Regions from separate parts of the Sus scrofa genome. Here region 1 is linked to region 2. Evidence: chromatin contacts called from public HiChIP or PLAC-seq data. All regions are on one chromosome and are shown on one strand. The core of a region is the stretch at or near the end of the contact, and the rest is flanking DNA. Distances in the headings are between cores, read along the strand shown.

Region 1 (3,615 bases), core at 812-3,311, 140 kb before region 2:
GAGGTAATGGGTGAAATGTCCAGTTATATTACAAATCATAAGTCACCTGTTTTCCTGTTATGTGAAGACATGAAAAATATCAGTTAAAATTCACATTAATCTAAAAATCTGATATTTAAAATCACACAGAGCTACAATAGGAAATACCCACCTGAGACCTTTCTATTAAAAAATACTTCTTTGATGTGTCTCCAAATAAATTTAGTAAATCAAGGAATACCATCAATCAATCTGTCAATTAATCAATGTTATTGAGTCCTTGTTATTGAAAAGAATAGTTACAGTTACTGTGTGGAGTTTTGTTTTTGTTTTTGTTTTTTTAAAGCATAAAAGTTTGGCCCTTAAGGATTTATAATTTGGTCAGGAAGAAAAGGCTTAAGTACATTAAAGCATATATTTGCAACATAAGAAAACAACATAAAAGCATACAGAGGCAATGCATGATCAGTGGTGCAATCTAAATAAATGTAATTCTTTCATAAAAGGAAGAAATCGTTGTAGAAGAAAATTTGGTATGTGAAAATTTCACTGTTCAATCAAGAAACACTGAAGGTCAGACAAGTCACAGACCAGTTGGGCAAGAGGGTTCCCTTGCTCCAATGTTAAGACCAAACTAGGTCAAAACTATTTGAGTATTTACATGTCTTTAAAGTTGTGAACCAAGACTGTAAACAGGGGACAGCTTGGGGTAAGCAGGCTGAGGCTGGAGAACCAAAGTGCTGGGAGCTGCTTGCACATCTCCTGGGAACTCTTACAGCCAACCTCCTGACACATTTGATGTGCATAAGGTGGATAGTTACATCTGATATGTTCCTATAAATGGATAGTATTGTTTTAACTCATGTCTTTTTTATAACAGCCTTAGGGAGATAGAGTTAACATACCATACAGTTCACCCATTTAAAGTGGACAATTCTTTGGTTTTTAGTACACTGAGTTGGGCAACCATCACCACAATAAATTTTACTATATGTATACACACACATATACATACATATATAATATATATTTTATATATATATATAGCTTTTTTGGGCCACACTTGTGGCATATGGCATATGGAAGTTCAGAACTGAATGGGAGCTGTAGCTGCCAGCCTATGCCACAGGCAGTGGGTTCCAAAAGCCATGTCTGAGACCTACACTGCAGCTCACGGCGACGCTGGATCCTTAACCCACTGAGTGAGGCCAGGTATCAAACCTGCGTCCTCATGAATAATAGGTTTGTTACTGCTGAGCAATGATGGGAACTCCAATTTTACCATATTTTTATCTTACACCAAACTCTGTACCCATGGAAGAGTCACTGCCCATCTTCCCTCTGCCCAGCCCTTGGTAACCACAAGTCTGCTTTCTGTTTCTATGGATTTGCCTCTTCTGGACATTTTACATAAGTGGAATCATAAAGTGTGTGGCCTTGTGTGTCCCACTTCTTTCACTTGCCATAATGAAATTTATCTACGTTGCAGCACAAATCAGTACGTACTTCATTCCTTTTTATGGCTATATAATATTTCTTTCTTTCCCTTTTTTTTTTTTTTTTTTTTTTTTTTTGGCTTTTAAGGGCCACACTTGCAACACATGAAAGTTCCCAGGCAAGAGGTTGAATAGGAGCTGTAGCTGCCGGCTTGCACTGCAGCCACAGCAATGCAGGATCTGAGCCTTGTCTGTGACCTACACCACAGCTCAGAGCAATACTGGATCCTTAACCCACTGAGTGAGGCCAGGGATCAAACCCTCCTCCTCATGGGTACTAGTCGGGTTTGTAATCCACTGAGCCACAATGGGAACTCCTTGGGTTATCATTTTATTGTGGAGTTGTAAGAAATTCTTTCTGGGTTTAATTTCCTTTTCACTGAGGTACAATCGTTAGTGACTCCTTCAGCCAGGGTCTTTTGGATGGTAGATTGTCCTTCCTTATTTGGAAATGTCTTTTTTTTTTTCCCCACTTGCCTTTTCACTCTTTGTCTTCTGGTGACAGTCTGCTACCCCGGGCTGTGGAACCATCCCTGCGGGGAGGTTTCATTTTTACTTCCGCTGATCCCGGGAGTTTCCGGTGTTTCACTTTGGGATCTCCACATCCTGTAGTGGTGTTAAATCAGAATCCACATTCCACTGGGGACTGAAATCTACTAGAGAATCTCTTTTTTTCTGCTCAGAGACTGAGGAAGAGACCAGCTTCCTTGGGCAGAGAGCAAAGTTTTTCTAATTCTCCTTTCACTCGGTGTGTGTGTGCGCTTTATGAAGGAGTCTTCGTTTTAGATTCCTTCCTCATTGGGTCCAGGCTACATCTCTGTCCCCGTGTGGCAATAACCCCCAGCCCCTGGGACAGCATCCCCTTTGCTCACTGTTCTTCTGCTTGTGGGTTCCCACATCCCGTTTTACGTCTTGAGATTTGCTGTTCTTTCTTTGGAGCTTAGTTTTGAGTTATGCATTTCTAAGTGTTATAATATGAGAGATTCCCCAGGATAGCAGTCCTCCTTGTTCTTAGAACCAATTTTTTTTTTTTTTGCTTTTTAGGGCTGCACCCAGGGCATATGGCGGTTCCCAGGCTAGGGGTAAGCCAGGGATGGAAGCTGCAACCTCATGGTTACTAGTCAGATTCATTTCCACTGCACCACAACGGGAAATCCAGAACCAGTTTAAATTGCTTTTTTATTGTTAAAAAAAACCTTTGTACCACACAAGCCCTATGAACTTATGTAACTTAATTATAAAAGTTCTTTAAAATTAGGAATGTCTGATTAAGAATAATTGTTATTGCACTTTACAGAGAGAGCAGGGGTTCTAACATTTTAAACATATATCAGATTTATCCGAGGACTGGTTAAAATCTTAAATTCCCAGACCCCACCCCCAGAGTTTTGGATTCAGTGGGTCTTGGGCAGGATCTGAGAATTTCTCAAATAGGTTCTCAGGTGAGGCTGGGCTGCTGACCTTGGATTCATACTAGCCATATAGGCATCACCTGGGACAACTCTTGAGAACCACTTATGTAGAGACACCAATATATTTTCTTAACATTCTTTGGCATTAATGCTTTGAGAAAACTTAATTTTCAACCTATTTTATAGATGAGGGATTTAGTGAGGAAATCAATTAGGTGATTTTCCAAGGTTTGTGCTGATAAACCAGAACTAGAGATCTCTGGGATTTTTTTTTTTTACTTGATATTTGTTGCAACAACTTTTAACTAAGACTAAATCATAAGACTTAAAGCATACTTAACAGACCTGTCCTCTTTTTTACTTAAAAATTTTATCTTTCTATTATTTATTCTATAAATGAAAGTTGGCTGGTCTTGATTACATCAACAAATAAAATGCATAAAATGAATCCCAGAGTCAAATGTAAACATTATTAGAAAACAAATTAAAGTACTACTTTAATTAAATAGATAGGGATAATAAGCAGAGAAAGCTTACGGTATACTTACGGTCAAAGCAACTCAATCATAAAAGGTCTAGTCACAGACTACATACTAAGTAAACCTTATTTACTTACTGTCCATTAAATCTTTTTGCTTTGGTCAGAAGACCTGACAGGTGCAATATCTTCTTACCTCGATATCCTATTCAGTGTGGTCTGAGGACTAGCTGTGTACCCATCACCTGGG
Region 2 (3,705 bases), core at 846-3,345:
GTGTTGCCACAAGCAAGTCACAGACATGGTTTGGATCCTGTGTTGCTGTAGCTGTGGCCAGCAGCTGCAGCTCCGATTTGACTGCTAACTTGAAACTGCCATATGCCTCAAATGCAGCCCAAAAAAGAAAAGAAACTTCTTTTGTCCTACATTGGGGTGGGGTAAGAGGATGTTATAGTAGGGAGGGTGAAGAGTTGGAAGGAAAGAACATCCCCAGATGCAGCCCGGCAAGGCAAGAGGAGAATAGAAGCTAAGTAGGAAGTGAAGGAGGCAGTCTGCTCTCAAGCTTCCAAATCTGACTTGGGATGTGGGCTGGGTGGGGTGCAGTGAGGAGGTTAACTGCAGGTGTGGGTTGACCACTTTCTAGGTTCTACCACCTCTGATGATCTAACCCTTCCTCTCTGCTCCCTCTATGTCTATCCTTAATCCTAGCCTGGACAATGAAAAAAAAATGCAATCCGTAGAAGCCACTGTGACCTTGACCAGGGATGAGTCTTGCTCTGAAAACCACTGACCTCGGGGGCTTTGGGGATGGAAGTTGATGATCCTTGAGAGAGGAAGTTGTTATTTTTATTCCCATTCCATGCTGGTTTTACTGGATGCCACTTCTTCCTGAAATGCCCTGAAAAGGCAGGAAAATTTGATAGATGCTGTGAGAATGAGCCATTTGGAGCCCTGGCAAAATCCTGCATTTGATCCTTGGCCTTTCCTGTTCAGAAGCTGACTTCCCAGTCTGGGTATCACCCTTCACTTCTGTTTTTCCCCCCAGGTATCTGACCTTTGGACATTTTGCATCTCAGGCTCACTTCTACTGGAGGAAAAAGCAAAGGTATATTACAAACCCAAACCAAGCAGGCTTGTCATTTACAAACCACTCCAGATTTGGTATGGCAACAAACCAATGCTACTGTCTCAATTTAATGTTTGGGATTACATGCGAATTTGGGGTCAAGCTAACAACCAAGAGTAGGGGTGGGAATAAAGGTGGGAGGAGAGAAGAGTGGGGTGGGGCAGGGCAGGGCAGGGCTTGGCAGTGGTGGGCGGGGGTGGACAGGAATAGACAGAGGAGGCTGGGATGTGGCAGCCTTCCCTGCTCAGCTGCGGGAATCACACCTACTGTAGAACAGCGAAGGTTCTGTAGAGGAGAGGGGCATTGGTTCCTAACAGTTGGCTTGCAGAACATGTGGGGCAGCTAGTTACCCAGGTTGGAAAAAAGGGTTAAAAAGTAGGAAGAAGTGAATGAGAGAAAATCTTGCCTTGCTGAAGAGGGCAGGAGGGCTCAGTGTGTCCTGGGGGTTGTTGTGAATGCAGACTTTCCCCAAGCTGATTAAATCAAATTAACTCTTCAGCCTGGGATCTTACAACCTCCTGTTGCTCTCGTCTCTCCAAACACTTTTTCTACCTCTTCAGAACCTCCTGGAACCCTGAGGAATTTATTAATGAGGTCCAATTACAGAAAATTTCAGGTTTTTAAATCAACTTTGGATGCACAGCTGAAGGGTTCAGCCCACCCGCTGCCCACCCCACCCCTGAGAAAATGTACCTTAAACAAGATTTCAGACGAACTGCACTGTTTCCCTACTGCTTCCCCACATCTAGCTGTCTCCCTTCTACCAACCATCTATAGCATCTCTGCTTTTGCTCCCCCTCATTTCGCCTCTGCTCTCATCTTCCCACCCCCAACTTTCACAAAATGCTGGGGACTTCAGCTGCCCCTTGTTTTAAAAGCTGCAGGACACACAGAGCACAACAGACCAATCGACCCAGCTGGTTTCTGTCCAAGCCCTGCCAGCCCTAATTTGTGGCTTTAGCCTAGGTGTGTTGGAACGACTTTTCCTGGCCATTTCCACCCTCGTCAACTGCTAGCAAACAATCTTTGTTTCCTCTTCAAGGATATTTTTGAAGACAGATTAGAGGCTTGAAAAAACACTTGGAATAACTCTTTAAACAGGTTTTCCAAACACTGGTGGAAGGAAACAAAGGAGATGGGTGGGAGCATCAGCCCTGAATAATGTTCTGTTTCTCATCCTGTGTTGCCTGGGGCCCCGCACAGCTTGGGTTCTCCCCAGCCTGTGGAAACTTTGCAAACTTCCGGGGCTTGGTCTCTGCAGAAGCTGCTCCTCACCCTAGGAGAGACGGGCCCTCCACCAGCTGCTGTGGGAATGGCACATCTGGCATTCCGGCAGCCACTTCCTCTCTAGGGAAAAGCTGGGCTCCACCCTGTGTGGTTTCACAAAGTGATGCTGGGGCTCCTGGGAACAGGCAGGAGTGGTTGTGAGCTGTGAACATCCTCCCGAGCTCCTGTGGGGCCTGCAGGCTTCACTCAGCTGATTAAACATTCTTCATCTAGGGCAGACATTTAAAGGGACCATTGCATGGCATGGCTAGATTTTCCACAGCTGAAAATTCTATTTAACAAGGTGGGAAGCTCAATTAAAGAAAAAAAAGAAAGAAAGAAAACAACACCTGCAACATCTGGGAAAGCTGTAATATTTGTCTTCAGATGTAGTGGCTTAAACCTTGCCTCTTATGTGAAGTAATCCCTTTCCACTCTAGCTGGTGGGAATCTCTTTAATAAGTCAATATTCTTTTGATTGCAGGTGACTGGAAAGCAACTTGATATCTGTAGATGGGACAGAGGAGGGCATTTGTCAGCTGCTTAAATCAGGGTGATAATAATATAGCTGGACCTCAGGAATGAAGGGAACCTGGGGTGTGCTGGATCTGGCCTTGTGAGCTGATTGTTCAATTTTCAAGAATTTTATGAGCTGTTCTTTGCATTCTTGAAAACTGTTCTCTGCCATCTTTGACCTAGGACAGATTTACAAATGACCTGGAATGTATATCATTAGTTATGTCTAGCTGGTATTGTTTTTATTGCCTGTATTGTACTTACCACTGTTTTACGTTATCCTCTCTTCACCATACTACATTGCTTCTCTAGTTGGTGGGAGAGAGATTTGGGGGATTACCTTGGTGCCTCTGAAATCATATGTATACATGTAATACATACAGAATACCACACCAGTATGTGTGTGTGTGTATGTGTACACGTATATGTATGTGTATATATGTATGTATATATACACAGACACATATATGTATGTATATATATTCCTATTATTTATATCACATATATTTATAATCTCATTTAATCCTTAGAATTAAATGCTTTCCCTAGAACCGCATTGTTTTCCTAGGAGAGAGTTTGGGAGTTATCTTGGTTGCCCTCAAATTCTAAGCCAGTGTCTATCTAACATAACAGTTTGATGTGTGCTTATTTGTTCTTCTTCAGAACCTTCAGGCCACAGCCTTTATCATCACTGTTTGCCACTGATGCTAGCAGGCAGGCTTGGCCCTCTTTCCCAACCTGGGTCACGAGCAGAGCAGTTCATGAAGTTCTTGTTCAGAATCCTGATTACAGATGATAATCTCTGTGAACCTCCTTGAAGGAGAGCCACTTCTGCTGGGAAGGTATGAGTGCTTCTGTGGATTGGCACAGCTCTCAAGGTGCGGCCGGGCAGGGTGGGGCGGGGAGGTGACCCTACACAGGTCACATAGCCCAGGACTACCCAAGGGTCATTGAACCATTACTCTGCCTCCACACTGCTTCATTAAAACAAATGCATTCCAATGCTTTATCTAAATCTCCTTCTATACTGTAAATTGTTTTCTCCTTATTCAGTTTTCTAGGCATATGGAAAA

Evidence for each region. HiChIP or PLAC-seq counts read pairs in DNA pulled down with a chosen protein or histone mark.
Region 1: an H3K27ac HiChIP or PLAC-seq map of alveolar macrophages shows a contact between it and region 2. The contact joins two enhancer-like sites. A contact is called at or near these places in 3 of 47 Hi-C or Micro-C datasets (embryonic fibroblasts, epiblast stem cells and fibroblasts) and 1 of 2 datasets of contacts at active chromatin or transcription factors (alveolar macrophages).

The regions. Positions count from the first base shown.
Region 1 is chr16:35,841,772-35,845,386 of Sscrofa11.1, reverse strand. No RefSeq gene overlaps it. Among named protein-coding and RNA genes, the nearest start is that of MAP3K1, 29 kb to the left of the region's middle. Within about 2 kb of position 2,061, at least 5 of the 83 cell types and tissues checked have an H3K27ac peak or open chromatin away from gene starts, as enhancers often do. A contact at or near this core is called in alveolar macrophages, where this site is marked.
Region 2 is chr16:35,701,356-35,705,060 of Sscrofa11.1, reverse strand. LOC106506500 (a long non-coding RNA gene) reads left to right here. Exons shown (of 6, transcript XR_002339583.1): 3 at 433-829; 4 at 3,296-3,474. Among named protein-coding and RNA genes, the nearest start is that of ANKRD55, 44 kb to the right of the region's middle. Within about 2 kb of position 2,095, at least 12 of the 83 cell types and tissues checked have an H3K27ac peak or open chromatin away from gene starts, as enhancers often do. A contact at or near this core is called in alveolar macrophages, where this site is marked.